Linked DNA regions of Mus musculus: all the other regions are linked to region 1. Evidence: chromatin contacts called from public Hi-C data. All regions are on one chromosome and are shown on one strand. The core of a region is the stretch at or near the end of the contact, and the rest is flanking DNA. Distances in the headings are between cores, read along the strand shown. Region 1 has its middle 8.8 kb from the start of Gm29683. Region 2 overlaps Mctp2 (multiple C2 domains, transmembrane 2). Region 3 has its middle 41 kb from the start of Gm34612.

What was found. A called contact is a pair of places that touch in the nucleus more often than the background predicts.
Region 2: a contact with region 1 is called in a Hi-C map of pancreatic cancer cells, with 6 times the contacts expected there. The contact joins two enhancer-like sites. A contact is called at or near these places in 12 of 484 Hi-C or Micro-C datasets (cardiomyocytes, cerebral cortex, cortical neurons and 8 more) and 12 of 115 datasets of contacts at active chromatin or transcription factors (VIP interneurons, astrocytes, craniofacial prominence and 9 more).
Region 3: a contact with region 1 is called in a Hi-C map of cortical neurons, with 2.4 times the contacts expected there. The contact joins two enhancer-like sites. A contact is called at or near these places in 7 of 484 Hi-C or Micro-C datasets (cortical neurons, embryonic fibroblasts, nephron progenitors and 1 more) and 7 of 115 datasets of contacts at active chromatin or transcription factors (astrocytes, craniofacial prominence, embryonic forebrain and 4 more).

The regions. Positions count from the first base shown.
Region 1 is chr7:70,344,890-70,348,292 of GRCm38.p6, reverse strand. No RefSeq gene overlaps it. Among named protein-coding and RNA genes, the nearest start is that of Gm29683, 8.8 kb to the right of the region's middle. Within about 2 kb of position 1,917, at least 70 of the 459 cell types and tissues checked have an H3K27ac peak or open chromatin away from gene starts, as enhancers often do. A contact at or near this core is called in cortical neurons, pancreatic cancer cells and stem cell-derived motor neurons, where this site is marked.
Region 2 is chr7:72,145,474-72,148,876 of GRCm38.p6, reverse strand. The region is part of intron 17 of Mctp2 (multiple C2 domains, transmembrane 2); the gene reads left to right. Among named protein-coding and RNA genes, the nearest start is that of Gm36696, 36 kb to the right of the region's middle. Within about 2 kb of position 1,831, at least 7 of the 459 cell types and tissues checked have an H3K27ac peak or open chromatin away from gene starts, as enhancers often do. A contact at or near this core is called in pancreatic cancer cells and stem cell-derived motor neurons, where this site is marked.
Region 3 is chr7:68,831,877-68,835,279 of GRCm38.p6, reverse strand. No RefSeq gene overlaps it. Among named protein-coding and RNA genes, the nearest start is that of Gm34612, 41 kb to the right of the region's middle. Within about 2 kb of position 1,644, at least 21 of the 459 cell types and tissues checked have an H3K27ac peak or open chromatin away from gene starts, as enhancers often do. A contact at or near this core is called in cortical neurons, where this site is marked.

The DNA of each region.
Region 1 (3,403 bases), core at 668-3,167:
GTGGGGGGGGGGGCTAGCCCAGGACAAGTTCTCAGTTAAGAGAACTCTCAGTTAAGAGAGTCCGAGGCTTATAGAGGGTATCCAGAGTTCGTTTTGGTGATGGACAGAGAAGGAATCCTGCCTTCCAACTTGCCAGGTCTAAGAGCCCTCTAAGCCTGCGGGGATACCCTGCTGGATGGTAGAAACATCTGCTTATACTGCAAAAGGCCTGGCCTAGCTCTGTACTTATTTTATTGGGAGATGTGAGGCAAAGGGTGTCCTAAACAGGGTCTTAGGCCTCTGAAGTTCGGTAAGTCCCTCCTATTTCTTCCTAGTTTAGCTGGAGAGATCTGATAGAAAGTGAAGAGAGGGTCGGAGGCAGCGTGGGCATCCCTTGTGCTCTGGCAGAGAGAATAGGAGACCCCCATGCGGGAATTGATGGGGACAAGGAAAGGGAAACCCCGACCTGCTAGTGGGGCGGATGCTTCCCTCTACAGCCTGAGACTTCCCGTGGCTCTCGCCTTGCGCCTAGCTTCGTCAGGCAAGCCTTGTTAATAACGCCCAGGCTCGATGGCCCCCGCCCTCCCCATCTCTCCACGCTTCATCCCTCTGCCTTACCACCCCCCTCCCCACCTCTTCCTTCCTTCCTGCAAATGGGTGTTAACGTGGGTCTTTATGTTCTGTCTATAACTAGGATGTAATCACGCGCCCCATGCCTCTCTCTAAAAGCATTTAATAAATGTCTATTAAAGCGCTACAAATGTAAGATGAATTTAGTGGCGCGGCTGCCTCCCTGAATCCAAACGGTAATGATGGATTTATCAACGGGGATTCGCCTTCAGCACAGCGAGGGAGGTTTACTCAGCAAATACGTCGGCGAGCACCCACCCAAATACAATCATTTGACCCCCTGCGGGCGTTAGCCGCTGTGTCCCTTCCCAAAGCTAGGCAGGCAGGTCAGGGTCGTCGGGGCCAACTCAGACCCAGGAGGACCAGAGGGGAGGTCTCATCCATCTCCTGGTGTCTAAATCCCTCCTCCTCTGTCAAAGGCCTTGGATCTTCCTCTCTTGGAGAGTGTGTAGGTACCTGGCCTACAGATTTACAGGTGGGGAGCAAAGGTTCTAAGGGCAGAATGAAGTGTGACATCACTGAGTGCTCCAGCATCCTTCTTGGTTTGGCAGAGATAGCGATTGCTCCTGAGTCTGCAATTGTGTAGCTTAAATGTTCTGGCTTTGACTAGATTCTCAAGGCCTGGGATGCTGTCTGACTGAGTTAGGGCACAGCTCTAGGACAGATGCCTCTGGTCTTCAGGCCTCCGGAGAGGCGAGTATGTCTATCCACCTTACCTCACACTCCTTAATCCCACTAAGACCAACCAGAGGTAGCCTTCAAGAGTGGGGCAAAACTTCTAGACCTTTTCCTCTAACCTGATCCTGTTCCTCACAACCTGACCCTGCCTTGTCCACCTGGTCATTTAAAGTTCTCTGGACCATGGATTTTCAGAAATTGGTTTGGGTTGTGATCTTTAACACCCACGGTCCCATGAACTACTATATTTTTATTCTTTTTCTTTTCTTTTCTTTTTGTCTTTTCTCTTCCTCCCCCACCCCCTTTTTTCCGAGGAGGGGTTAGTGCTGGCCTGTTCCATCAAGCCCAGTTCGCATTTGCGTTGGCTTCTGAATTCTCTTTCTTCTTTGGAAATTTCATTGAGATGTCTCTGTACTCCGCTTGTCAGTTATCTTTGTTCCTCTTAAATAAAGGGCTTTTAAATGGACTTATTGCTCCCAGCGTGGGTTCCTCTCTCTAAATGTTAGAAAATTGTGCCATCTACCCGCTATGCCGAGTACTGTCACACTTGGAGACCTTGGGGACCTCCGGACTGGCTTCAATGCTGCAGTGTCAGGGGCCGCTGCGGGCAGCAGGAGGAGGGGCGGCTCACGTGGATTTTTACAGCTCTCCGCCTGCAGCCAGCCCTCGTGGCCGCGACAGGGCATGGCCCGCGATGCGCGGAGCCTCCTGCTTTCTGGCGGCCAGGAACTTGGCTGCAGCGCTTGATCCCGGACCAAATCGCAGGCGTGGCGCCGGGGCTCTTCCCTTCTTCGTGAAGCTGTTGCCGGAGGAGGCACCTGGGTTGGCTTTAGACTGGGACAGCCACTATGGGTCACGGATAACAGAGGACAATGGGGCGAATAGGGCCTGTCCGGGAGGGGCAGAAGGAGGCTGTCGCAGCGCTGTTAAAGAGCTCTCGGCAACGGCAACGTCTGCATGGAGACTGAAGCCGGAGGAGAGCAAGAGCGGCTGAATGCCTTCCCACGGCTCTTGGCCAGAGAACTCCTGGCCCCGTAGTTGGGATACAACTTTCAAATTTGTTCTAGTCCTGTTCGAGAAAGGGCAGAACTTTCCTTAAGTGGAATGCGGTTTTGATGGAACGCTTCAGAACAAGTCAGGTGTATGGTGTGGGGTCTCCTCGCCATGACCCCTCCGGAGTAAAACACCACCCACAACCGCAGGTTATTTTGAATGAGTTAAAATGGATTAACAGTTTAAATTTTATTATGTAGCTACCCCTTTCAGATCTCCCCCCCCCCAATTTAACCCATTAGGGGTATTAGCTATGTTTTTTCCTTCCAAGTGTCAGTTGAGTATTTATGCTTTTGCAGAGGGGGAAAATCTTCGATACGGCGTATGGCTTTTATTACATGTTTCACACTGTTCAAGAAATGGAGTTTTAAGCAACATACAATTAAATCTATATTGCTGTTTGGAGGAGGGCCAAGGAACTCGGCAATCAATTAGTTTAGATCTTTTGATACTTGTTGCTAAAATACAAGTATAAAACTACAACCTTCAGGGCTAGCTGCTCCCCTCCTTTTAACAAGAAAGCAGGCTAGTTAGGAATGTCAGAAGGAATGGCAGTTGCTCTTGCCTCCAGTTTATCCTTTGAATTCTTCAGTGATACTCACAGATTTTTTTTTCTACTTCCTCCTTGCCTTCCCAACAGTTTCTTGTCTCCTGTTTTTAGCTTTGTTTTAGGATTTTGTTAATAAATTTACTTTTTAATTGTATTATTTACAAGTGACTTTTTCACTCATTACTTTCTTTTTCTTCTCCTGTAGCCTTACACCCAAGAAGGAAAACGGCTTAATATCTACCAAAGTACACTGTTTTCCCAACAAAGGCAAATTTTATTCTTTACAGCCAGTGCAGGGGGGGGGTCTCTCTTGTTTCTTTCTTTCTCTCTATCTCTCTCTCAAACAAAATAAAACAAAACAAACCCCACTATTTCATTAGTAATCATTTACATGGAGCAGAAACTGCTGCTTCTGTCAAAGTGTCACCATTTATGTCCCTGCCTGTCTCTGGGGCAGTCCCTTAGGCTATTGGTACTCTTTTTTGGCCTCCCTGCTTCGTGAGAATAAAGGAG
Region 2 (3,403 bases), core at 582-3,081, 1.8 Mb before region 1:
CACATTCAAATTATAATATTATACCCAGTGGCAGCAAAAGGCCTTTTCTTTCTTGGCGACTTAAGGTTAGGTTTAATGTGCTCAGAATCATGGATTTTTTAAAAAGATCTTATCCAAAGCTAAAAATACAGCATTAAACAATTGTCCTCAATTAGAAAATGCATAGCAGATATAATAACATTTTTGTTCATTTCATTGTTTCTTTTTGTACATTAGGAACTTTAAAGGCAAAGTTAATGACTTAAAGAGTTGAGATTTCTTTCTCTAATGCTACTTAAGGTTCAAAAGTTCTTAAATTGCAATTTTTGTAAGGACATGTATTCATTTGCAATTTTTTTAGGTTTCAGCTTGAACACACTGACTCTAAAGTGATTCGCTTAAACACACAGCTAATTCCGGTTCTCCTATTTTCTTTTAGCCTCATTTTTTAAAAAAAGCCTTGCAGTGCACATTTTCTAAGGGAACTGCCGTGATTCTAAGGAAATGTAATTATTTTGGTTTAAGTGCTTGAGGCTTTAGAAGTTGAGTGTCATCGGTGGACAACTGTGACGGTCCTGGGGAAATTGTCTGAATTTCTGTCATAGTCTTTCTAGTGAACTGTCTGCTAAGCCATATGATAAAGTTCAAATTCCAATAAGGTCTGTCTACTGTTCCCTTAGATCCAGACCATCTTGTAATAGAAAACAGGGAGAAAAGGAGAGGGAGAGAGGGAGGGAAGAAGGAGGGAGGGAGGGAGGGAGAAAGAGAGAAGAGAGAAGAGAAAAACTGGACTTCTTATATTTTGCTTCAATTGCTCTTTCAATAACTCATGAGGGAGACCAGTAGAAGGCAAGTCTGACCCCCTGAAAACCTATTTTGCAGCCTTCATATGAAGAATATTCAGTTCTCGGCTCTGTTAGCGGCTGACCAGAATCTAATCCATTAAAAATATATCGTGGTAAGCAGTTCTCGAAAATGTTTATGTGAGATTAACAGTCAGAGAGGATGTGTTCATCCGGAAATAGGTTACTGCTTGGCCAGTTGTCCTGCAGAGAAGCCTGCAGGACAGAAGGAGATTTAAAAGCCTGCAGTGTAAGGACTGTATTTGATCCCCCTCTTTCTTTTGCATATAACTGTTCAACACTCACATGTGGATTTCTTCAAGAGATCTATTTTGAAGTTAATTTTAAGAGCAAAGGCCTGGCATGTTTTGTGGGGGATACCCCCATCTCTGTCCCATGACCATCAAATGACCTATGCATATCTTAATGTAACTCACTTACTTTACAGACCCAGCTTCCTAGCTTAGGAAAAGATGGGGTGCAGATTTTGCTACAGATTGTGGTGGCAATCCAGCTTTCTGCTTGATTGAAGTCCAGCCTCTGCAGTAGACACAGGTGCCCATAAAGAATGCCTTGGAGGTGGATGCTACCTATAGTATCAGGGCCCCCGAATGACTAAGAGATCAAATACACTGGCTAAAAAGCCTTAGGGAAGCATTATGTGTCTGTGGTCTGATCTATTGTCTGGGAGGTCGGGGAGTGTTAATGCACTCCGTAAAGATTACACTCCCTCTCTAATTGCTCACACACTTCCTTAAAGGATTTAAGCAGTCAGGAGAGGTGACTCAACTTGGCAGTTTTTTTGTCTTCTGCTACAGTTGAAATGTATTCTGTCTTCCCACCTAGACCACTAGATCAAGTATCCTCACTAGTCTGGAAGGCACACATCCCTAATGAGGGTTGAAAGTAACCAGAGATGATAATTTCAACACAGTTCCCACTTGCTCTTTAAATACCCTGGAGTGCACCCTGTAAGGACAGCACCACTGTGTCCCATGGGGCACAAAAAAAGAGTCCAAAGGTCTGCATTGATTTTTGGCCCAAGGCTTTCATCATCTCATCTCAGTGCTGGGATGCTGTGTGGCATTTTATATATTAGGGTTAGATCAGTAGGTGAGTTAAACATGTGAGTTTTACCATCTCTGAATTTCCTCCTTTACCAACACACACACACACACACACACACACACACACACACACACACACTCATACCTATACACAGACACACTCACATCCTCAAATACACACATGCATAGAAATGCACTCTCATAATACTTATACTCTTTTGCACATGCACACATGCACACACAGGGACACACACAGAAACACATGTTCTAAAATGTTTACAAGACCTATCTACAAAGAGGGCTTGATAGGCTTTCATTGCAAACTTCAATAACATATAAGCACATTTCTACAAAGCCCCCCTTCCCAGCTTTGGAGTGCATTTACTAAGTTTTATATAGGAGCCCATGAAACAATATGCTCTTTCCAGAATGATACAAAAACAAACAAACAAACAAACAAACCTAAAATGAAGGCTTGACAAACTCATTCACATGGTGTTGTAGGGAATCCTGGTTATCTGTGTGTTTGGCAGAGTACATCGCATCTGTTACATTTGTAATTAGCATGGCTATAGGAGTGGGGAGGGCAGGTATGCACCCCTCTCTGGATGTTCTCTCCCCACTAGACACCATTGCATCACTGAGAGGTACGGATCCATCTTAGATCCATCCTAACCGTGAATACAGATTGCGTATGTGGCCTGGAGCCCACAGTATAATGTTTATGTGGTGTGTGAAAGAGACCTGGGAGGATTCCCCATGATTCACGATGGTCCTGAGTGATGGGTGTGGAGGAACATTTTTTTAAAAAGAAATCCTTGTTTGTCCCTTGGGATTTTTCACACTTCTTAGCCGACAACACGGTATTTTACTTGTCCCATATAAAGCTGTCAGTGTGTGCGTTATATGTGTGTCTTCAAGACGCTAAGCAGACGATGAGAACAATCGCTGGAGGGAGAAAAACACATTTGAATGAGAATCTGCAGAGGGGGTGCTTCTCGAGGATCCCTGGCCCCTGCTTCTACACCGAGGACTTCTTCTCACACATTTTTTTTTTCTTTCTGCGTGTTATCTCACACCGTTGGTAGATTGCGCTGAATGTTTCATCTGTATATAAAAATTAAAAATTCAAACAAAAATCTGGCCCACATGAAGAACAGGCCCTTTGGGCATATGGTTCATTATGCATATTCGTTTAATTACTAAAACACTTGTGATGGCTTTTCTGCCCTTGCTTTCAACTTCCAAAGTTGGAGCTCTTCTATTGCTCAGAAAATGCAGCGCAGAATTCTGTTTTGAAGTGGGTGTGTGCATGTTGGGGGGGGGGAGAATAAAACTCTTTGAAGAAATGATGTAGTTCACTCGGAAGAGGAAGGTTTCTTGATATAAAGCTGATGGGCTCTGACATCCCTTCCTCCGCTTCTCAAGCACCTTCCTCTCTCCCCTGCAGTCCCAATACAGAGACCCTTCCCCCCCCTCCCCCAACCCAGGACTGCTCTTACAGTGGTTAGTTCA
Region 3 (3,403 bases), core at 395-2,894, 1.5 Mb after region 1:
CGCGCATACACCTTAACAAATAGATGATGAGTTTCCTCTTTCTGCTCTTCTTCCTTTCCAGATGGTCCCAATTAAGAGCAAGACCCCAATCCTAACAGATGTTAGCCAAACAACTCCAACCTGAGGTTTAGTGCACAAACTCAGACACATTTACTACACCCAAGAGAAGCAAAAATAAATATCATGTATATACTGGACCATTTGAGTTAACTTGGAATGACTAGGACTTCCACCCAAAGCTGCAATTAGTTTCAACTCCTTCTTTCAATTTGTAATGAGCATATTAAATGTTGTGCTGATGTTTGGCACAATTCTGGTCCTCAGAAGAATTTTACTTACAGGAGCCATTCTTGATTTCATTTGAAAACGCAGTGGACACCTCTAAGATGCTGTTTCTATTAGAATGAATGAGGAACGTGCTCTTTTGAGACTCTAAATGAGTAATGTCGGCTGCCAAGTAAGTAGTTTGCTCTAGGTCAAGGCAAAAAAAAAAATCATCCTTCAGCTCTCACTGCTGGCTGTGGGCAAGCTCGGCTGCCTGGCTTCGTGGAGTTCTCTTTAGGGTAGTGAGCTGAATGCCTGACCAAAAAAAAAAAAAAAAAAAAATTCTCTCCTCTCCTCACACCCTGTCCCAGCATAATCTTCTCCTGAACGACAGGTGGCAGTAAAGAGACACAGCCTGCAGGAGCTAATTAAAGAGGGTTTTCTATCTACTTCAGGAGGGATTATACAAATGCTGCTTAACACGCAGGATTGGGTAGGGGAAAGATAAAAAACCTGATTCAAGCTTCTTTGCACATGCGGTTCTGTCTCTACATATGTTACACCTAGCTCGGAGATTCTGCCCACCAGCCTCTTCCCTGATTTCAAGCAATCACCTCAGGGTATAAATGTTCTTACTGTGGAGAGCTCAATGTGTGTCATGCATAGGCCTATAACCAAAGACTCTGTAGCTGACCCCAGGTAGACAAATGTGGACACACACACACACACACACACACACACACACATGCACACACGCAGCTAAGATAGCTCAAGCTTGTCAAAAGCACAGATTCCAAAGCAGCCAAGCCAAGGGGTGCATTGTGTGAAATCTGCCATATTACGGGAACATTTGGTTTCTGAACTGCCTTAAAATGGTGACCTTTTTCCAATTGCCAAATAAACATTCTGCAAGCTGCACTGGTGTCGAACAAAAGTATCATCCAATAGTTGACGGTGCTGATCAAAGAGTTGTCTTTTAGGGTCTTTTGTCATTTCAACCAGAAAAAGACATTTGCTTAAAATCTGAGCACTGAAACTGGCTCACTTTGCATTAAAGGCACAGTAAAAAGAAAAAAAAATTGAGAATGCACAGCACACAGATCTCTGAACAATGCACATCCAAGAAAAGGGGGAAGGGGGAATAAAACATCGAGTTCCAGGGGATACATGACTAATTTTGAGTTAAGGAAAACTGGGGGTGTCTGTTCCAGTGGGAGCTGTCCCCAAAGATCGGCAATTGCAAGCATGAATCATCACGGCCTGGAAAATACAATCTGTAGTTCATCTAGTACATTTCGCCCAGAAGATACAATCTATGACAGTCAATTCTTACCCATGGAGCTGCAGCATGCCTCCCAGTGACACATCTACAGTTAAGTCTAGCCAAGTTTCACTGACTCACCCGGCTCTCTATGCCTCTCTCTGGATCGTACCCAGTGAAGGCACAGACTGGCCCCATCCTTCACATAGTCGCACAGTTTAGCCTGTTGGCTGAGCAACAAGCCCTACTTCTGGTTATAGGATCAAATGAAAGGAAGGGGACATTGACCGTAATACCAAAAATCCAGTTGACAATGTTAATCATCACGACTAGCTACGGAGGGCTCTTTGGGTATGACTAGCTTGTCTTCATCTTCTCCTTTTGTTTTGTCTATGTTTGCTTGCTTTTGATATTGTTTTTGTGTCTGTTTTTGAGACTAAGTCTCACTATGTAGCCCATGTTAGTATGGAACTCATTATTTTTCCTCCATTTCCCAAGTGCCAGGACTTCAGGCAAGCACCACAACCAATTCCAGCTACTTTCTCTCTTCTTGGTATTTGGCAAGCCCAGGTATTTCATGGCAAGTTGTGTGCATGGATGTGTGGGCAGTGAGAGAGTTAGAAACACTCCAGACAGAGAACCCCAACTCATCCTTGTCCTGGCAATCTGCTGAGGACAGCAGTTCAAACCACTTCTATTGTGAGGACGTTCTTCTTAGCCAAGTGGCATGAATGTTTCTTAAGAACAAATTATTTTTAAAGAAAATTTAATTTTTATTCAATGATAGTAAGTCCCCAAACACTAACTCTTGAGAAAGAAACAAAAGAGTCAAGGAAATAGCTCAAGATAATGAAAATCTTGTCTCAGAGACTGGACCACATTTAAATCGCAACCCACACAGGTTGCTCTGTTCACTCTCCCCACTTCCATTTCTTTACACAGCTAAAAACATGGCTCTGCTTTTGTCTGCATAACTTGCCTTGAACCTTCTAGGTAGGAGAAGCCACCTGACACCAAGAAGTTTTGCATCTATAAGCATGAGTGGCTGCTCCTTGCATCTTGAATGTTATAAATCCCATGATAAAGGAGCCAGAACCTTGACCACTAATCCTTTATCATATTCCCCTGAGCACTGGAAATACCAGCCACCTGTCCATGTAAGGGACTTACATAGGGACCAGGAGAGTCATTGATAAAACACAAGACACCCAAGGAAATGTGTGCCTAACAAACAACAAATCACTTGTGTTCGTAAGGTCCTTGAAATGTGTTGGGTATATTTTAACCGGAAATTTTGTTATTTTAAATTGAAATTTCACAGCGTGCTGCACTCTCCTTTACCAAATATAAAACAGCAAACTTCAGAGTAAAATGTCTCTGAGGAGCGTCACCTGAGATTCTTATGAAAACAGGTAATCCACTAAGAAATCGGAAGATCTATGGTGTGGCTAGGTCCTACTCTGCAGCCTGTATTCTACTGGATACTGAATACTACTACGCAGCCTGATTGGAGTCAGGCTGGTCATTCTATTCTTTTCACCCTCTTAGTAGACAGTTGAGTTCATAAATTAACATGTCTGTATTGGTATAGAAACTCTTACCAAGCCACTCATTCCTAAATTACTAAAAAAACAAACAAACAAACAAACAAACAAAAACCAAACATATGACTACAAGCTCCACCAGGCAGAGCTGTGTATAAAGAAGACACCCCAGGGAAGCACATGAGCCACCGACCAAAGGGCCTTCTATAAAATCATCATGGGTTTTAAGGTACCCTCCCCAGAAAGCACATATCAAAATCTTGTATTTAAAAATGCACCCATCTCCTTCCCTTCACCTCCAAGATTTGCCAGGACGAGGTGGATTCAGAGAGCC